Regions from separate parts of the Mus musculus genome. Here region 2 is linked to region 1. A link is a contact called in public promoter capture Hi-C data. All regions are on one chromosome and are shown on one strand. Each heading gives the region's core, a stretch centred on a gene start, on an enhancer-like site or on the middle of the called end of the contact. The rest is flanking DNA. Distances are from core to core; before and after follow the strand shown.

Evidence for each region. Promoter capture Hi-C pulls out the DNA fragments that hold promoters and counts their contacts.
Region 2: a contact with region 1 is called in a promoter capture Hi-C map of macrophages, with 6 read pairs. The contact joins the promoter of 9830132P13Rik here to the promoter of Alpk1 in region 1. A contact is called at or near these places in 10 of 39 promoter capture datasets (3T3-L1-derived adipocytes, the C10 cell line, the HPC-7 cell line and 7 more), 4 of 115 datasets of contacts at active chromatin or transcription factors (bone marrow-derived macrophages, double positive thymocytes, memory CD8 T cells and 1 more) and 3 of 9 other capture datasets (adipose tissue, liver and pancreatic islet).

What each region holds. Positions count from the first base shown.
Region 1 is chr3:127,777,863-127,784,178 of GRCm38.p6, forward strand. It overlaps Alpk1 (alpha-kinase 1), which reads right to left and starts at 2,665. Exons shown (of 14, transcript NM_027808.1): 1 at 2,299-2,665.
Region 2 is chr3:127,913,164-127,919,479 of GRCm38.p6, forward strand. 9830132P13Rik (RIKEN cDNA 9830132P13 gene) reads left to right here and starts at 3,008. Exons shown (of 5, transcript NR_040552.1): 1 at 3,008-3,123.

The DNA.
Region 1 (6,316 bases), core at 1,415-3,914:
CTGGACATAGTACTACCGGAGGATCCAGCAATACCTCTCCTGGGCATATATCCAGAAGATGCCCCAACAGGTAAGAAGGACACATGCTCCACTATGTTCATAGCAGCCTTATTTATAATAGCCAGAAGCTGGAAAGAACCTAGATGCCCCTCAACAGAGGAATGGATACAGAAAATGTGGTACATCTACACAATGGAGTACTACTCAGCTATTAAAAAGAATGAATTTATGAAGTTCCTAGCCAAATGGATGGACCTGGAGGGCATCATCCTGAGTGAGGTAACACATTCACAAAGAAACTCACACAATATGTATTCACTGATAAGTGGATATTAGCCCCAAACCTAGGATACCCAAGATATAAGATATAATTTGTTAAACACATGAAACTCAAGAAGAATGAAGACTGAAGTGTGGACACTATGCCCCTCCTTAGATTTGGGAACAAAACACCCATGGAAGGAGTTACAGAGCCAAAGTTTGGAGCTGAGATGAAAGGATGGACCATGTAGAGACTGCCATATCCAGGGATCCACCCCATAATCAGCATCCAAACGCTGACACCATTGCATACACTAGCAAGATTTTATTGAAAGGACCCAGATGTAGCTGTCTCGTGTGAGACTATGCCGGGGCCTAGCAAACACAGAAGTGGATGCTCACAGTCAGCTATTGGATGGATCACAGGGCTCCCAATGGAGGAGCTAGAGAAAGTAGCCAAGGAGCTAAAGGGATCTGCAACCCTATAGGTGGAACAACATTATGAACTAACCAGTACCCCGGAGCTCTTGACTCTAGCTGCATATATATCAAAAGATGGCCTGGTCGGCCATCACTGGAAAGAGAGGCCCATTGGACTTGCAAACTTTATATGCCCCAGTACAGGGGAACACCAGGGCCAAAAAGGGGGAGTGGGTGGGCAGGGGAGTGGGGGTGGGTGGATATGGGGGACTTTTGGTATAGCATTGGAAATGTAAATGAGTTAAATACCTAATAAAAAATGAAAAAAAAAATCAGAGACATTCATTCAGTGTGTGGCAGTGCTCTCAGCTGTCTGCCCCTCCCCACCCTTCACAGCCCACATGGAGGTCAGAGGACATGTGAGAATTGTATCTCTCCGTCCACCATGCAGGCACCAGGAACTGAACCCAGGATATCAGGCTTGATAACAACCCATATCTCCAGAATTAATCATAGGATGTATAATGAATGTTAAACTAAGAATGTAATCTAATTCTTTAGTGGTAGAGGGCTTGGCAGGTGTCATGTAAAATCGGTAGCATGGGTATTATACTTTGGGGACAGTGTGACTCAGGTTTGAAGCTTCTACAGTCACGAATGCTCTCAAATGTTCAAGAACATTGAGGGCAAAGTAAGGCGCATGGAGACCTGTGTAGGCTTGAGCAGAAGCAACAAACAGACACAGGAAACTCTGAAATAGTTTTTAGCTGTGACGTCTCATCAGGCAAAGGTCAATATTGTCACTTTTAGGAGTGTTAGAAGCACACAGTTTTTTCAAATGCCAAGAAGCAAGTATTAGGATGGAGGTGACATTGTGTTGTGACATAAAATCTGCTCATCTGCTCCTGCCTTTGTGCTGGTACCTGCTGTAAATACTAACAACTTCAGAGGTTTTAATTTGTGACTTTCCAGGCTAGAGTGCTACTTTCAAATGTTACAATTTTTTAATGATAGGACCATTTTACCTAGACACCCAAAGGAATTTAATTTTTTTTATGTGCGCTTTCTTTGTAACCAAGACTTGCCCACACCCAGAATTTCTGTCCCTACTCCCCAAGTATGCTGAGTGACATTCACACAACTGTGCCCTGGCAAGAAATTACTGACTCCATCGTACAAGCAAGCGGCAGCGTCTTTGATAGCTTCCTATGTGCTCCAAACCCAGTTTCAAATCAGTAGTCCCCACAATCCTTTAATGCCCTCATCAGACACTGATTTTGTGAGCAGTAAGGCTAGCAGGTCTGGCAAGTTCTGTGACTAAGTACATTGCTATTAATCCATATATATATATATACATTAAAGGGTTCATATTTTTCTCCTCTTCACAACAACTGAACTGTAGGTAGCCTTTCCTCTGCTCTTTTTTCCCCCCTGTCCCTTCTGAGGAGCTTCTAGAAGCGCAAACCTTTCTAAGGGCTCAAGAGTTACTTAAAAGCAACAGAGACAGAGGTGGCACCAAGTCTACCGCAATCACCTTTGAGAACACTCTGCCGCCCCCATCCTGCGAGCATCTGCACCGCACCTCCTGCAAGTTTTCATTTGTAAGCTGATACTCACTCAGAAAATAACACTTCAGAGCAGCAGTCTGACCCGGGAGAGTCTTTATTCCGGTACAACCTCCCGGAAACACAGCGTTTCTCCTCAACAGCTTCTGTTTCAGGAAACGGGAATCTGAAAAGAAAAGTCCTTCCTTGCTCAGACCGTGCTTGTCTAACGCCACGCCAAGACACGCCCCGTTAGGGACTGTTGCGGGAAAGGTCTTCTGGGAGTCGTGTTACTGACTCTGGCACCGTCCACCAGGAAAACCCCAGCTTGGCCTCAAGTGCAAATAAACGTGTTGATACACGTGCCTCTGCGACGCCTACTTCTCCTCTGCGCTCCAATTCCGAGATCGACCCCCAAAAGGGGACAAGGAGAGCTTGTCTTTTGATGACATCAAAATAGTGTCATTATGTTCCTGCTTTCTCATTGGCAGTCTCTTCCTTCACTCTTGGATGACTCCATCTCTGCCCTACTCCAAATAAGGAGTTTCCCTGAACTTTCACAAGGAAAGGAACTTGTCTGATAACTGGTTTGTCTTTCAACGGTCGAAGCAAATGAAATCTGAGACTCAAGTTTTGATAAAAAAACATGTCAAAAGTACATGAAAAGATGTTAAAATGTTTATCAAAAAAAAGACATTTTTTATTGGAAAAGTTTTAAGAGGTCAACAATATTTTAACTTTCTCGAGCCTTTCTGAGCCTGCTGTGCTGAGGAAGTTTCTTTAGAAAGAATAGGAATGGACTTTCTTTTCTTTTTAAGGTTTATTTTTACTATCTTATGTGTATGAGTGTTTTGCCTTCATATTTGAGGAGGTGGTGAGCCTCCGTGTGGGTGCTGGGAATCGAACCTGGGCATCTTTACAAGGGCAACAGCAACAAGTGCTCTTAACCGCTGAGCCAACTCTCCAGGGCAGGAATGGATCTAGTAATACCAACAGGAAGCATTTGGGTAAAGCCTTTGGTACATGACCCAAGAAATGAGAACAGAAATCTCTCCGCACCTGGGCAGCAAATGCTTTAGCCAGTTGGACGGATTCCAGCTCTGCTTCTCAACCAAGTGGAAGGAACGATCCAAGCGGTCAAAAGCTAGATTGCCTAAACACTGACTTGTGATCGGCAATAATTCTTCACCCATGACTTTAGAAGTTGTTCGACCAGCCAGAGTGATGGTGTGCTCTTTTAATCCTAGTATTTAGGAGGTAGAGACAGGTAGATCCCTGTGAGTTCAAGGCCAGCCTGGTCTAACTAATGAGTTCCAGGACAGTCAGGATTACACAGAGAAACCCTGTCTTGGAAAAGAAAAAGCAAACAGGAAAAAAAAAAAAGTTGTTCAAGTAAGAACATAGAATTACTATAACAAAACTTTCCATTTATTTACATAACTAGAGTTTCCTTTTTTAATGTATGTTCTTTCTTGGAATGTTACTTTATTGTAGCTATAGATAATGTGCATCTGTTAACTAACTTCTAAGTACCATAAATATCATTGAGAAATGCACTTTTAAATAGCACTCTGTTATTCGGCATTCATCAAATATGTAACTTTGTATTTATCTTTTAAATAAATTACAAATTAAAAATACATGTATTGTAAGCATTGAATAGGCCTGTCTTTAGAATGTTTATTCAATAGTGTCTGTAGCAAAAAAGAGAAATAATTTTAATATATATATATATATTACTGTATATAAATGAGAAAAACACAGAGATATAAGAGCAAGTTTTGTACTATGAGAAAAGTCTATGAAGGAAACGTAATAGAAACAGAAACTTAGATAGAATAATATAAATTTTCACAATTGTTAAAAAAATCTTCATGCCTTTATAGAGAGATGTTAGGGGTGCCAAATTATTTGACATATAATTTTGCTTGGCCTTTAAAAGAATATGCATGGGCCTTATGGCACACACCATTAATCTCAGCACTTGGGCTTGGGGCAGATGCAAGTGAATATCTGTGAGTTCAAGGCCAGTCTGGTATATAGAGTGAGTCCTAGAGGACTACATAGTGAGATCTGGTCCCAAGGAGAGAAGAGAGAGAGAGAAAGGAGGGAGGGAAGGAAGGAAGGAAGGAAGGAAGGAAGGAAGGAAGGAAGGAAGGAAGAAAAAAGAAAGAAAGAAAGAAAGAAAGAAAGAAAGAAAGAAAGAAAGAAAGAAAGGAAGGAAGGAAGGAAGGAAGGAAGGAAGGAAGAAAGAACATGTAGAGTTTTGTTTAGGAAAACCACACAGAGATCTTTTGTAATTATTTAAAATTATAATAAAAAACAAACATCAACTTCAATATATGTGACTTTTTTTTTAAGAATTCTGCTTGGGAGCAGGCAAGTAAAAGAAGTGTTAGAAATTATTTGAGTCTGATGGAAGAATAGGAGGAAGGATTTCTGGGGTCCCAAAAGGGATAGGAACTCCACAGGAAGACCAACAAAGTCAACTAACCTGGACCCTTGGGGCTCTCAGAGACTGAACCTCCAACCACAGAACTCATACATGAGCTACACCTAGACCTCCCCACACACATGTAGCAGATGTGCAGCTTGGTCTTCATGTGGGTCCTGAACTGGAGCAGAAGCTATCCCAAAAGCTGTTGCCTGTACGTGGATATGTTCTTCTAGCTGGGCTGCCTTGTCTGGCCTCAGTGGGAGAGGATGTGCCTAACCTCGAAGAGACTTAAAGTGCCAGGATCAGGGGATACTCAGGGAGCCCCACCTACTCAGAGGAGAAGGGGAGGGAAGAGTGAGGAAGGATTATGGGAGGGGAGACCAGGAGGGGACAACGAGCAGGATATAACGTGAATAAGTAAAAACATAAAGTTAAATTTAAAAAATTTACTTGAGGAGAAGGAGTGATATTTTAGTGCCTAAAAGAAGGCGATGGATACATAGAAATATGAGAAGACATTGAGAAGAAACCAGTGTGTGAGTCATTTATCTTCATAGAGTCTGGACAATAGCCACGTCTCTCTGTGATAAGCATTCCTGGCAAAAATTCCTAGAGCCATAGAAACATGAGATGTGATGTTTCATTTTTAATCACAACATTGAGTTCCAGAAAGTTTCCCAAGATAACAGTCCCATGTAGAAATTTATAAACAAAAGCTTCACTTACTGTAAATGTCTGAGGCGTACACTCAAGTGGTACACTTAGAAAAACGGCCTGCCCTACCGTATTGATTCTGATTATCTAGGTTTTATTGTTTTGAATATAAAATGCTGAAGCAAATGCCTATCACTTATTTGTTTGTGTAAACATGATAGAAGTGTCTGGTTTGTGCCAAGTGCTGCCTTGGCACTGTGGGTGTTGGTAGTGCACACAAGTCATGACCTCAAAGCCCCATGGTGGCAGGTGGGTGGAGGAGGAAGGGATCAAGAGTTAGCTGGGTATGTGGGCAGAAGTCTGCACAGGCAGTGGGTGCTTTGTGCTTCATCACCAGCACATACTTCTGCCCACCGCACACTGGCAGGTCTTGGAAAACTGTCATATATATTGTGGGAAGCCACATGTGCCGTTGCAGGGTGGCACTGGCTACCGCTGGCCACCACGCATAAGTTTGGGTAGACACCCATTGTGTACATATGCAGTAAAATTTTTAACCAAGATGAGGTTTTGAGAATATAACCAATCAGATGAGAGACATGTTAACCAATCAGATGAGAGACATGTTAACCAATCAGATGAGAGACATGTTAACCAATCAGATGTGAGACATGCAAATGAGGTAGTAAGTATAACCAATCCGGGTGTGAGACACGCCTCTTCTAGGCCTATATAAGCAGCACCAGTTCTGGGCTCGGGGTCTTTTCGCCTCTGCAATCAAGCTCTCCTAATAAACATGTGCAGAAGGATCCTGTTGTGGCGTCTGCTTTGCTGGTGAGTCGGGCGCTCACAAGAGTATATGACAATAAATGCATACATTTTAGAAAGAAAAATTACAGTAGGAAGTTCGGATTGTGGATTATGGTAGGATTAGAAACGGAATTTCAAAGCTATTGTGGTAGTCTAGACATAACTGATGGAGGAGCTCAATTAGTCTTGA
Region 2 (6,316 bases), core at 1,758-4,257, 140 kb after region 1:
GCACATGAACAAAATAAGGAAAATCTTTCAAATTTTAATGAGCTCTTAGAATAGTTAATAGTATCTTCTGTCTACACTGTCTTGCTTGGCATGGTTGCGACTGCTCCCTTCCCTTTCGAAAGCATCTTGGGATAATATATGACATGCCTCTCTTGCTTAATTGTGTTCATATAGGCCAAGAGTGGCTAACTGTTTGGAGAATTGTGAACTCTTCTTGTAGTATATAAAAAAAAACTGTAGCTAGCAAGACTAACTGGATGCTTATCTTCTGGTGTAATATGCTATAAGTGGGAAGACCTGCTCCTAGCTTGCTAGAATAACCAGCACCTTGTCTGGGAAATATATCCATATTTTCCTTTCTTTCTGTCTTTTTGGGTGATCGTTTGTTTTGAGAAAAGGTCATTTTCTTTTTCCAGTGCTGAGGATTGAGCCCAGGGCCTGTGCATGCTAACCAAGTGCTCTACTGCTCCATAAATCCATATTTTCTTACAGATTCTCTTAATGACATCATAAAATACAAAAAAAAAAAAAAAATAAAGATTGCCAGCTCCTGGCTCCTGTTGCCCCGGGACACTCACTAAGTCTGTGATAGACAGAATAAATTAATACTCTTATAGTCAAGATGATTGCCTTAATAGAAGTTTGTTAAGAGAAAATAACTTTGTTGAAGGATAAAAAATAGTTACAAAATCTCTTGAAGTCAGGGCGCTTGGTAGGGGACTCTCCTTACAGGGCAGGAAGGGGGCTCTAAATGCGGATCTTCCCAATCTCTCTGAAACCCGGGGATTAGAAATCTTGCCAGTGTTTCATCTGAGGCATCCACCACTTCAGTGGGATATGGAAATCACTGGATAAAGGACTATTCAAATAAAAAGTCTCCGCTTTGGGAGACTCTGGAGAGCAGGGGACAGACATTTGAGTAACCAATCAATACACACAGGTTCAGTGGGCGCTTGGACCCACAGAGGAAAGGCACAACAAGTTCTGCCCTTGTGGGGAGCGCCTCGGGGAACGCACAGACTTGATTTTCTTTGAGTTCTTCTTACCCGTGATCTTTCCTTCCTGCTTTTAATCAACAACTTATTTCTTCTCTGTGATCCCTCAGGGTTTTTCCCCTCTAAGTGGCAAGGGGAAAACGATTTCTTAAAATGACTAACAGAAGAACACATGGTCTGCCTACTGTCCGCGGACTCCCTTGGATAGTCTAAATATAGACTACAATCTAAATACAGACCTCAGAGTTCCCACTGTGTTTAAAGGCAGCACACTGACCAGCCAAGGGGAGCTTTTTGCGTTATTCTGTGCTGTTTCTTTAAAGAGAAATGGCGTGAGTTTTTTGAAATAATAACTAGTAGGAGAAAAGACACTGCAATTGCTCAATTTTTAAGTAATTGCCTAACTAGGGAGCAGAGTCCCGGGAGAGGGCTGACGGAAATAGCTTACGCTTTTTTTAGCTGCCAGTATTTTAACTATATACAGAGAAAAATGAAATCTATGTGAAGTACAAGTATATACACAGCACTGGAATTTCCAAGGGAGTTAAATAGGTAAAGAGTTCATTCTAACAATGTCAGACACTCAAATGTAAGGATAATTTATACAGACATCATTGGAGTCATGTTCTTTAACTTAGTGAAAAGGGGGTACACGCTTTCTCATAAGGAAGAGAAAGGCACATGGCACAGCTTCACCTGCATTTCATAGAGATTATTCGATGATTAAGGTATAATCACTAGAATTATTCTTCCTTTATTTAATCCTGATTGGTCTTTGGGAATTTTGTTTGAATGCTAATTTGGGGGTGGACAAATAATCAGAACATGGCGATTGACGTTGGTCTTACTTCCCAGCTGCCCTGTCTCAGATGCTGGAAGCTCTAGGAGAGGCAGTTTAAGCATCCTCTGCCCTTCTGGCATCCCACCCTCCAGCTTCTCCACTATTTCACTGGTTTTATGATCTGTCAAGGTTCATGACAACCAATAACTGGAATTAGAAATTTTAATAAGAACATGTCAGACTTGAGGCCAGAGATTATTACATTCCATTTTCCTGAAAAAAAAAATTTTTTTTATGTAACACCTTGGAAAGGAAGCAGGAAATGGCAGTAAGCATCAAAATTGTGGATCAAATTTCCTACCTACAGCTTTCTGCGGCTATCCTTTAGCCACTGTAATGGCCTTCTTGAAAGCTCGCAGCTCGATGACTTTTAGTAAGCTGTGCACACAGTGTTTCTTCCCACCCCATGGCAGCCTCATTCCTCCCCCCTCCAAACCCACACCTATCATTTCTACTCTCTCAGCCCCAAGTCCCTGACAGCCAGTCATTTCTTTGGACTTTATGGATTTGCCTATTTGGGGAATTTATATGAATAGAGTCATACACTAGTCAGACTTCGTTGTATGTCTTATTTCACTTAGAGTAACATTTATTCATGTTCTAGCACGTATCCTTACTTTTAGTTCAAGACTTTCCTTCAAGTCCAACTGCTGCCATCTCCCAGTGCTCTGCTGGGCTTGCTTGCAAAGATCAATAGCTGGGCTTGTTGAGTGTTTTCCTTTCCTCCTATAGGATGAGGGAAGATGAGCAAAGTCAGAGGACCCTCGCCTGAGTATTCACCCACTTATCCCTACCAGCTGTGTAGAATTTTTACCTTATTGCATATGGTCTTGTGGGATGGGCAGATATAGGTGTGGAAGATGTGGAGGGGGTGGGGCTTCATCCATACAGTCATCATCCCTGCTCGATGCTGGTGTTCCAGTATGGGTGCTTTGGACCATAGCTTCTCACCCATTGCTTTGTACATAGGTTTAATAAACTCCCTAGTTCTCCTGGGTGAATTTTTTTTTGGGGGGGGGTGTGTGTTTTGCGATGGTTTGTATATTCTTGGACCAGGGAGTGGCACCATTTGGAGGTGTGGCCTTGTTGGAATGGGTGTGACCTGGTTGGAGTAGGTGTGTCACTGTGGGTGTGGGCATAAGATCCTCACCCTAGTTGCCTGGAAGTCAGTCTTCTACTAGCAGCCTCTGGATGAAGATGTAGAACACTCAGCACCTCTTGCACCATGCCTGCCTGGATGCCTTAATTGCTCCCACCTTGTTGGTAATGGACTGAACCTCTGAATTTGTAAGCCAGCCCCAATTAAATGTTGTTGTTGTTTTTAATAAGACTTGCCTTGGTCATGGTGTCTGTTCACAGCAGTAAAACCCTAACTAAGACAGGTTTCAAGACAGGGTTTCTCTGTGTAGCTCTGGCTGTCCTGGAACTCACTCTGTAGACCAGGCTGGTCTTGAACTCAGAAATCTGCCTGCCTCTACCTCTCAAGTGCTGGGATTAAAAGCATGTGTCACCACTGCCCAGCCTGGGTGAACTTTTGTGGAACCATACTTCAGTTTGCTGTTGGAACCTTAGGAAGAGGTGTAGATGCTATTTCTGTTAGCACAGGGAAGAGATTTTAGCAACAGTACTTTAATTTTTTACATAGTCTTATATGTCTAGTTGTTCCTTGTTAACTATGAGTGACTGGTTTCGGGAGCCCCCTTGGATGACTGAATCCTCAAATATTTAAGTTTTTTGTATCAAACAAACAAATGTTGAGAGCTGGGTGTGATGGTGAGCTCCTGTAATCCTAACTCTCAGGAGCTAAGGCAGGAAGGTGGCAAGTTTGGGACCAGCCTCGACTATATAGTCAGACTGTCTCAAAAGACCAAAATGATGAGCAAAAACCTAACCAATAAGTAGAAGTGCTTTAGCATTTGCCTTTGTATAACCTAGGTGCCTCCTCCTGAAATGATTTCTAGGTTCCTTGAAATATCCAGGACAATGTAAATAATATGTTAATAGCTATCCTCTTGACGGAATAGTGACAAGAAAATAAAAGCTGTTATGCTCAGTCCAGATGAATTTTTCTCTTTCAGAATTTTTCAGATGAATTTTTGACTTCTTGTTGCTTGAGGCCATGACTGCAGAGCCATATTTCATAGCATGAATATACAGTGTTTGGTCTAGTTTCTCAAATTAATCGAGATTTGAGTTATTTCTGCTTTTTTGGCTATAGTGAATAATGTTGCTAATGAAACTACATTTAAGTAGTTTCTTTGCATACATATATTTTTAATTTTTTTGTAGCATAAACTTAGGAATGGTATTATATGTTAAGGTTTGGCAAAGTTACTAGGTTCTTTTCCAAAGTAACTTGCCATTTTACTTTTTCTCCAGTCTCCCTTAAAGATATGTCAAAAGTGCTCTACCTCTGAGCCATCCCAAGCCCTGCCTAGTCTAAGACTGGAGTTTTGATTGGTCATTTGAGAAAGTTCCTTGTATTTTCTGGATACGCATACTTTATCAGACACATAAGTATTTTCTCTCATTTGTAGGCTGTCTTTTACATTCTTTTTGTTTAATTCACATGTCCTTTATTTGGCTTATATAATATACCATTTTCAACAGTTTTTGAAAACCAGATTAAAGAGCATTTAAAGCGTAGAAGTTTTGAAATTTTAATGTCTAATTATCTATTTTTTTTGTCATTTGTACTTTTTATGTGATATCTACGAAACCACTTCCTAATCCAAAGCCACAAAGATTTACAGATATCCTTTCTTCTAAGAATTTTGTAGTTTTTTGTTCTTATGCTACAATCTATTATCCATTAGAGAGTTCTTTGTGTATGGTGTAAGGTCTGAGTCTAGGGTCATTCATTCTTTTGCATGTGAGCGTTGTATTGTCTCAGCTACTTACTGAGAAAAGATGCCCCCTTTCCCACTGAAGAACCTTGGCACATATGCTAGAAATCAATTCACCATAAACTTAATAGCTAATTTATATAGTCTTGTAGGTATCTGTATTTAGTTCTTTATGCCAGCACCACAGGATCTTAGGCAAGTGCTGTACCAACTGGCCCACTGTGATGATTTAAGTAAGAAATATCCTTCGTAGCCATGGGTGTTTGAACACTTGGTTCCCAGTGCTATTTCAAGAGGCTTAGGAGGCGTTACCTTTCTGGAGGAAGTGCGTCATCACAGGGGGTGGGTTTTAAGCGTTTAACTCTTGCAGTTGCTCCTCTCCTTGTGTTTGTGGTTGAGGATGTGAGCTCTCAGCTTCCTGCTCTGGATGTCATGCCTCTGCCTACTGCTATGCCCGTCCACCACGACGGACTCTTATCCCTCTGAAATAAACCTTTCTTCCATAAATCAGTTCTAATGACGGTGTTTTATCACAGAAACAGAAAAGTAACCAACACACTTGCATACCTAAGCTGTGCCACCGTATCTGATTTCTATAGAGTGACACAGTAAGTTTTAAAATCAGGAAGTGTCAGCCTTTAAAGTGTCATTTTTTTTTAACACTGGCTTGGCTATGCTGAGCCATTTTCATATGAATTTTAGGACAGCTTGTTCATTTCTTAAATGATGTGTAAAAGAAAATAGCTTGAGAATTCTCAATGTTCTCAGAGGAGTAGTTTACTACAATAACTAAGAACCATAGACACTTAAAAGGAAACTCCATCTTTATTTATTTATTTATTTATTTATTTTGGGGCAGGGCTTTACTAAGTAGCCCTAGCTGTCCTGGGACTCTCTATGTGAATCACAAGCTTCTACCTCACAGAGATTCCCTTCCTCTGCCCCCCCCCCCCCAAGCACTGGGATTAAAGGCACATGGCTCTACACCTTGCCCCACCATCTTTAATCTCAAGAAAAATCTACGAATATGTCAGTATTCAATTTATTGCTTCTCAACTCTGGAGTCACTGTTTGGTTTAGATGACTGATAGAGTTTTTTTTAACCATCTCCTTTTGCAATGTTCTCCATGGGAAACTTTCCCAGACGGATCTGTTAAAACGGTGTCTGTGTACAGCGACTGCATGGTGAGTGAAAACCTAGAATATGTGGTCACTGGACTTCCAGTCCAAACCCAACCTGGTAAAAAGCTTTGTATAGACTCCCTATCCTAGCAATTGGAGACCCAAAGGTTTCTTGTACACATACATTCATGTCTGCATGAGACTTGAGAGTACAGGTCTCTATTGAAACATTAATCTCTCTCCAGGTTCTGTGGCTTGCCTGTTCCCTGGGCTTCCACAGCCAGTGCCTGCCTGTCCGGCTGGTAGTTGATCAACTGGCGCTGTTACAGGGTCCTTAGACTTTAATACAACTGACTCCATGATGGATGGCCGTTCAGGCCATAAAACTCAGCAGTGTGCGGACAGTACCACCTGCCAAAAGGAAACGAAGACCAAATCCATCAAAGCCCATAGCTCTGGGAAAGTCTCTAAATGTACTATCTTTGCTTTATGACTTCTGTAGTTCCATTTTT